Linked DNA regions of Sus scrofa: region 2 is linked to region 1. Evidence: chromatin contacts called from public Hi-C data. All regions are on one chromosome and are shown on one strand. Each heading gives the region's core, a stretch centred on a gene start, on an enhancer-like site or on the middle of the called end of the contact. The rest is flanking DNA. Distances are from core to core; before and after follow the strand shown.

Region 1 (3,867 bases), core at 847-3,346:
CCTGGTGGCTCAGAGGGTTAAGATCTAGCATTGTCACTGCTGTGGCTCTGGTTACTGCTGTGGTGCAGGTTTGATCCCTGGCCTGGAGAACTTCTGCATGCTGAGGGTGCAGACAAAAAAGAACAGATAATCCCTCCCCCACAAAAACAAAAACAGTTCACCCATTTTCATCCCACTTCTGGCAACCACGAATCTGTTCTATCCATGAGCTTTTTTTTTTTCCACTTCTTATTATGTCCCATATGTAAGAATGATAATATGGTATTTGTCTTTCTCTGATATTTCACTTAGCATAATGCCCTCAAGATCCATTCATGTTGTCACGAATGGACAGATTTCATCCTTTTTATGGCTGAAAATATTCTACTGTATATATATGTTTTTGCTTTCTTTGGATAAATACCCAAAAGTGGAACTGCTGGATCATACAGTAATCCTATTTTAAATTTTTTGAGGAATCTCTATATGATTTCCCATATTTTCCATAGTGACTGCACCAATTTACATTCCTACCAACATACAGGAGGGTTCCTTTTTCTCTACACCCTCTCCAACACTTATTATTTGTAGATTTTTTTTTGTTTTCTTCCCACGGTACATGAAAGTTCCTGGGCTACGGGTAGAATCAGGGCTGTAGCTGCAGGCCTATGCTGAAGCTTGAGGCAAACTGGATCTTTTTTTTTTTTTTTTTTTTTTTTGTCTTTTGTTGTTGTTGTTGTTGTTGTTGTTATTGTTGCTATCTCTTGGTTCTTGGGCCACTCCCGCGGCATATGGAGGTTCCCAGGCTAGGGGTTGAATCGGAGCTGTAGCCACCGGCCTACGCCAGAGCCACAGCAACGCGGGATCCGAGCCGCGTCTGCAACCTACACCACAGCTCACGGCAACGCCAGATCGTTAACCCACTGAGCAAGGGCAGGGACCAAACCCGCGACCTCATGGTTCCTAGTCGGATTTGTTAACCACTGCGCCACGACGGGAACTCCGCAAACTGGATCTTAACCCACTGAGTAAGGCCAGGGATTGAATCAGGATCCTCAAGGACACTATGTCAGATTCTTAACCCGCTGAGCCACACAGGAACTCCTTTTTTTTTTTTTTTTTTTTTTTTGGTTTTTTGAATGAAAGCCATTCTGACAGGGGTAAAATTATAATCTCACCTTGGTTTTGGTTGCATTTCCCTGATATAGAGCATGTTTCCATGTACCTGTTGGCCATCTGCATGTCTTCTTTGGAAAAGCCTATATTTTATTTATTTATTCATTCATTTAGCTTTTTAAGGCCGCACATACAGCATATGGAGGTTCCCAGGCTTGAATCGAAGCTGTAGCTGCCGGCCTACGCCACAACAGCAGGATCCGAGCTGCATGTATGACCTACACTGCAGCTCACAGCAACGCTAGATACTTAAGCCACTGAGCCAGGCGAGGGATCAAACCTGCATCCTCACGGATACTTCCAGCTTCACAGCTCATTACTGCTGAGCCACAAGGGGAACTCCCAGAAGTGCTTATTTTGTTATTGGATGTTGTGTGTGTATGTATGCTGTGAGTTCTTTATACATTTTTGGTATTAGTCTCTGATCAGATTATGATTTACAAACATCTTCTGTCATTCAGTAGGTCGTCTTGGACGAATCTTGACCAAGCGGATGGTATTCAAGCCTGAGTTCTGTCCTCGAGCTCCTTAGAGGCTGTGAGCTCTCGCAGGTGATCCCATCGCGTCACAAGACCGTGCGTGCTCCTTTCCCTTCAGGAAGCTGGCCTCTCCTCCCTCTCATTCCTGGGTTCTAGGATTTGCTTACCGCCGCAACCTTCACTGTCTCCGTCCAGAGCAAACTGACAAGGCAGGTGCAGTGTTTGAAAGCTGAGCTCACATTGTCTGACATTTCTCTCTTTGAAAGGTGGGGATCCTTGTCTTCGGATTGGAGTTGACCTTCATGACTTTCTTGTAACTTGAGGCGAGTTCAGAGAGGCTAGTTCATGCAGCTTCCACTCGGCTTTCCCAGCAAGGCCCCAATAGCCTTTATAAGGCTGTGGCAAAGGTCGGGGCTGGGATTCGCCCTGGGTTGGCAGGTTAACCGGAAAGCCAGTCATCAGGAGGCTGAGGTCATGTTCCAGGCAGCCGGGCCAGAACTAGGTCCTCCCCTCCCTGCCGCCTCGCCCTCCCCTCAGGGAGCCTCACTTCCCGGACTGGAAAGCAGAGGGCCGCGGACCACATGAGACGCTGAGGCTTTACAGGGGCTTGGATTGCACTGCAGGGGTGCCACCCCCAAGGCGCCAGTTGCTGGGGGGCGGTGTGTGAAAGGGGGGCTGCAAGGTGAGGGAGCCCAGCCACAGCACAGCAGTGGGAGCGGGCCTGGCGCCATCCCCATCTCCGTCCCGCAGGCCCGGGGAAGCTGGCCTCTTGGCCGGTACTTCGTTTTAGGGGCCCTTTAGCTCCTTCCTGGAGGAGAGCCGCACTCTGGGCCGTTTCCTGACTCCCCGTCCCACCCGCAGGTGTGCTGACCTGGCCTCCTCCTCAGGACCCCCTTCCCCAGCTGGGCCACGGATGGTCCCTGCCGTGGAAATCACCTCAAGGCTGAAAACGTCTTCCTCCGGGTCGTGCAGAAGGGCCCTCACCCTTTCTCCTCTGGCACGTCCTGCTGGTCGCCCTCACCATGGAGTCGGAGAGAGAACGGTCAGGACCTTCCTTCAACATTTACTGTATTTTTTGAAAAGGTGTTTTCTAATTATATCGCAGTTACCTTTGTGTGTCTGTGAAACAGAGTCCCTTTTTTCTTCCTCATTTTACTCTGGAAAAACCCCAGATGGAGCTAGTGGGAGTTGACCCATATCACTGCTGATCTGCAGGGTTGGCCTGGGGAATGCTGGGCTTGGCAAGACTGCCTGGGGCCCCCTGGGGGCCAGGGGGTGCAGAGGTGGCTCAGTGGTGTGGGGGGTGGCGTGGAGGGGAAGAGGAAGCTGCCGCCCCATCCAGTCTTTCCTCCTTGGCTTCACCTCTGATTCCTGGAAATGTTTTCCAAAGGCTCTGAGGCCTCAGCTCTGGTTCTGCTCATCCCAGAATGGGCCCTGGGGCCTTGGGCCTGTTGTCAAGCCCCCGCCAGGCTTTTCACTCACTTTGGAGCTATGTCTCCGGGGTCAAACTGCTTTGTCTTGCTTTCTGAAGGGAGAAGCAGCAGAAAGTGCTGGCACTCGTGAGTGCAGCAGGCAGAAGATGTTCCAGCCTCCTGGCAGCCTGCTGGTCCAGCTCCAGGCCCAGGTGGCTGCCGGCTGGATGATTCAGGTAAGCTGTGCTGGACAAACAAGCCAGTATTCTCACCCCAGCAGGTGAGGACTGTAATTAACTCTCCTGTCGTCACTGTACCATCACCTTCTGAGAGTGGGCTTGCCAGGCTCAGAGCCAGGACCCGAGAAGATCGGCAGGAATGTGGTTTTCTTGGTCTATGTCTTCTTGCCCCAGATGCTTCCGGATGCTTCTAGAGCTGGGCTTGGAGTTGAGTCACCAGCACCTGCATTGTCTGATGATGTCACAGAGGCTGCTGGGCTAAAAAAGGTCCCTACTCGGAGCAAGGACAGTGTGGTGCAGAGATGGAAGTGCCTCTTCCTCCTGACCCCAACACCTGTCTTGTCCATCCCTGATGCTCTTTTCCTTCAGGGAATAAACACAAGGCAAACTGAAGAAATTGGCCAGAGAGATCACTGAACTGAAGCCAATATGGTAGCTGAGTGGCCAGGTGTGCAGCTTAGGACCGTCATACCTGCCTTATTTCAATAATACTAGGAAGGAGTTCCTGCTCCTTTTAGGAGGCACAAGGGGTTAAGAATCCAACTGCAGCAGCTGGGGTGGCTGTGGAGGTGCAGGTTCTAC
Region 2 (4,436 bases), core at 619-3,118, 570 kb before region 1:
TGTGCTATGGTGCAGTAGGTTAAGGATCTGGTATTGTCTCTGAGGCAGCACAGGTTGGATCCCTGGCCTAGCAACTTTCATACGCCAACGGTGCGACCAAAAGCAAAAGAACAACAACAAAAATGAAATCAGAGACTCCTAGGAGCCTAACCTTTTATTTCAGAGGAGTAAACCTCTGCACCCTTTATTTCAGTGTTTGTCAAACTTTATTAGAATATAACTATGTAAACTATAATATAAAATAAAAATTAAATAAAAAATATAACAGTGAATAGTGAGAATCTACTGTATTTTATATATTCTTTCCTTCAAAGACTTTATCTTACAGACATTAGTCATCAACTCAACTTCTAAAAATTGGCTGCTAGGCAGTGCTTTATTTGTTATGTGGAGGATGGTGGCAGGCAGTCTCCTTAGTAAGTTTTCTTTAATGTTCAGATTCTAGGCAAATATTTGCTTCTTAACTATATTATATCCTAGTCTTGGATGTAAAAAGATCTGCTTCCTAATCACAGTTATGCCTGATTGATTTGCTTTGAAACTCATCAAAATATTCTCTATTTGACTTTCATGGGGAAGGGTAAAAGAAAAAGAATTTTGGAAAGTGATTAGCACTTTTGGGGGAAAAAAAGGGGGGAGTTCCCTGGTGGCCTAATGGTTAAGGATTTGGTGTTGCAACTGCTGTAACAATGCTGCCGTGACCACGCAGGTGTGGAAAAAAAAAAAAAAAAAAAACTTTCCTGGCAGAAAATCGAGTCAGGTAAGGGAAAATAATCATAGTAGTTATTTCCACAAACGTAAAAGCAGCAATGATGTAAGTTGCTGAATGCATGGAATTTGAATGTACTATGTTGAAAATGGCTTCTCATATATATATTATAGGAACATTTCTTTCCTTCAACTCTGCATCCAGATCTTTATCTAGATCTTGCTAGTTCTTCCTTTATGTAATTTCTCAAATTTGTTTCTTTTTCATTCATATAGTAGTAATATGGAAATCCAGACTTTAAGCATCTTTAAGGTTGACCTTAAAGTTGCTCTCATTTTTCAGCCCCATTGTCATTTGAATGCATCTTCCTTTATATTTTTATCATAGCATTCTGCAGAGATATTACTACCCTACTTAGAAACTTTCAGTTGCTGCTAGTTGTGTGTTTTTAAATTACTCTAAACCAGTTGTCTCTTAATGCGTCTCAGTTTTCCTACATCCCTTCCTCCCCACCTACTTTAATTGATATTATGTCATAACTCGTTGGTGAGGGAGGAGGGAACCTCTTGGATGTGGGTTCCCTCATCTTATTACCATCATCCGTAAACTGCTGTATCTGTTCCTTCTTTTTTCTTTCTATAACAAAGAAAAAAGTATTCCTAATCCTAACCAACAATAGCTTCTCCACTTGTGCCCTGGATCCCATTCTTTCTTCTCAGGAGACTTTTCTTCTTGATTTACCCCTAAAGTTGTTAAACTTGACAGAAACAGTAATACAATGTACAGTTAAATTTGAAATTCGGATAACAACACATAGTCCCATGCAACATTTGGGACACACTTAGGCTGAAAAAGTATCTGTTGTTTATCTGAAATTCAAATATAACCAAATGTCTTAAATTTTATCTAGCAGCCCTACTTACCTCTCTTATTTACACTTCTAAATGCACTCACATTTACACACACACAACTTCCTTTGACTTGTAATCCCTCTTTAGTTATTTCCATATTTCTCTGCTCTGCTTCACAGCCCAGGTTTTCAAAAGATATGTCTATTCAAACTGTCTCTCCTGCTTAACCTCCCTGTCATTCTTTAGTTTTCCTGAATCCTGCTTTCACTCCCATTACTCTCTCAAGTCACCAAAACCTCCATGCTGCCAAGTCCTGTGAACTATTTTCAGCTGTCATCTTACTAAACTTCTCAGCAGTGTTCGAAATAGCCGACCACTCTTTCCTTCTTGAAATAATCTCCTTTCCTGATATCACCATTCTCTTTGGATTTTCCTCTTACTTTTCTGGTGGCAGCTTCTTAAACTTCAGTTGCTGGCCTTTTTTTTTTTTTTTTTTTTTTTTTGCATTTTAGGGCCACACCAGCAGCATATGGAGGTTCCCAGACTAGAGGTCCAATCAGAGCTGTAGCTGCTGGCCTACACCACAGCTCACAGCAACGCAGGATCCTTAACCCACTGAGTAAGGCCAGGGATTGAACCGCAACCTCATGGTTCCTAGTTGGATTCATTAACCACTGAGCCACAACGGGAACTCCCAGGAGCTGGAAATATAGACATTTAGTTCATGTTAAGAAGAGAGGGCCTCTGAACACTTAAGGTACTTAACCCCCTAAATTTATTAAAAGTCATAAACAAAAGAAAGTATCACGTTCCAAATAAAATCGGTGAGGAAAAGGAGTACTGTAAGACTTTGGGTTAGTAATGTCTCTAAGGGAGTTCCTGTTGTGGCTCAGAGGTAACAAACCTGACTAGTATCCATGAGGATGTGGGTTCCATCACTGACCTTGTTCAGTGGGTTAAGGATCTGATGTTGCTGTGAGTTGTGGTGTAGGTGGCAGATGTGGCTCAGACCTGGCGTTGCTATGGCTGTGTCGTAGGCCGGTGGCTACAGCTCCAGTTTGACCCCCTAGTCTGGGAGCTTCCATATGCTGCAAGTGCAGCCCTAAAAAAAAAAAAAAAAAAAAGATGAACAGATAATATAAAGGTGTTTTGTTTTGGTTTTGATTTAAATCTGATCAGTACTTAGCTTTATTTCAGGATTCAGTCAACTACCATGAAAGACTGAGGAACTATAACAGATTGGATGAGACTAAGGAGACGTGACAACTAAATGCAGTGTGGGGTCCTGGATTGGGTCTCAGACCAAAAAAAAGGGCATTAGTGGAGAAATGTTTGAAATCCAAATAAAGTCTGTAATTTAGTTCATAGTATTATACCAGTGTTAATTTATTAATTTTGATAATTGGCTTTATAGGATGTTAACATTAGAGGGACTTGGGTAAAGTGTATATGGGAATGCTACACTATTTTACACATTTTTTTTCTGTCTATAATTATTTAAAGATTAAAAGTTTTAAAAATGACAACACTGAGTGTAAAAACAAGCCATAGAGTGGAAGATGTTTGCAGAGTACTCATAACCAGAATATATAAAGAACTTATACAGACTAATAAGAGAAAGACTAACAACCCAATGGAAAAATAGGCAAAATACTTGAAAGGCCACTTCACATAAGAGGATATCCAAATGGCCAATTAGCATAAAAATGTGCTTGGCCGTGTACAAAGGTTCCAGTTTCTCCAAGTGGAACTCTTGTGCCTTACTGATGGGTATGTAAAATGGTGCAGCTTCTGTAGAAACAGTAGGTAGTTACTCAGAAAATTAAACAGAAATTACCATATGATCCAGCAATTCCACTTCTGGGTATATACTCAGAAGAATTGAAAGTAGAGCCTTGAACAGATATTTGTACACCCATGTTCATAGCAGCACTATTCCCAATAGCCAAAAGGTAGAAATAACCCAAATGTCCATCAATGGATGAATAATATGTAAACAAAATGTGTTTATACATACTGTGGAATATTATTGAGCCCTGAAAAGGGAATGGAATTCTGATACATGCTACAATATTAGTGGACTTTAAAAACATCACACTGAATGAAATAAGTCAGACACAAAAGGGCAAATATTATATGATTCCACTTATATGAGGTACCTAGTCAAATTTAAAGAAACAGAAAGTAGAATAGTGGTTACCAGGGGCTGGGGGAGAAGGGGAACAAGGAATTATTGTTTAATGGGTATAGAGTTTCTGTTTGGGATAATGAAAAAGTCCTAGGGATGAATAGTGGTGGTGGTTGCATAACAATGCGGTTGTACTTATTGCCACTAAACTGTACACTTTAAAATGGTTAAAATGGCAAGCCTTATGTATATTTTAGTACACAAAACAATGTTATAGGCCTGTAATCCTGATCAACATAGATGCAAAAATCCTGAACAAAATATTACCAAACCAAATTTGACAGTACATTAGAAGAATCATACATCATGATCAAGTGGGATTTATTCCAGAGATGCAAGAATGGTTCAGTATTTTCAAATCAATCTATTAGATACACCACATTAACAAAATGAAGGATAAATATCATGCAATCATCTCCATAGATGCAGAAAAGGCATTTGGCAAGATTCACCATCCATTCATGTTAAAAACGCTCAGTGAAGTGGGTATAGAGTAAATGTACATCAATAAAATATAGGCCATTAAAAATGTGCTCAGTTGCAATGGCAGTGGTAGTGGTGGTAGTGAGATGCAGATTGAAATCATATGACAGAGTTCCCATGTGATGTATTGGGTTAAGAAGCCACTGTTGTCACTGTAGTGGCTTGGGTCACTGCTGTGGGCATGGGTTCAGTCCCTGACCCAGGA

What was found. Hi-C and Micro-C count contacts between places; a contact is called where the count stands out from the background.
Region 2: a contact with region 1 is called in a Hi-C map of skeletal muscle, with 3 times the contacts expected there. The contact joins two enhancer-like sites. A contact is called at or near these places in 6 of 47 Hi-C or Micro-C datasets (embryonic fibroblasts, mesenteric adipose tissue, retroperitoneal adipose tissue and 2 more).

Annotation. Positions count from the first base shown.
Region 1 is chr18:18,773,095-18,776,961 of Sscrofa11.1, reverse strand. No RefSeq gene overlaps it. Among named protein-coding and RNA genes, the nearest start is that of ZC3HC1, 34 kb to the right of the region's middle. Within about 2 kb of position 2,096, at least 8 of the 83 cell types and tissues checked have an H3K27ac peak or open chromatin away from gene starts, as enhancers often do. A contact at or near this core is called in skeletal muscle, where this site is marked.
Region 2 is chr18:19,343,388-19,347,823 of Sscrofa11.1, reverse strand. The region is part of intron 1 of AHCYL2 (adenosylhomocysteinase 3); the gene reads left to right. Among named protein-coding and RNA genes, the nearest start is that of STRIP2, 90 kb to the right of the region's middle. Within about 2 kb of position 1,868, at least 1 of the 83 cell types and tissues checked has an H3K27ac peak or open chromatin away from gene starts, as enhancers often do. A contact at or near this core is called in skeletal muscle, where this site is marked.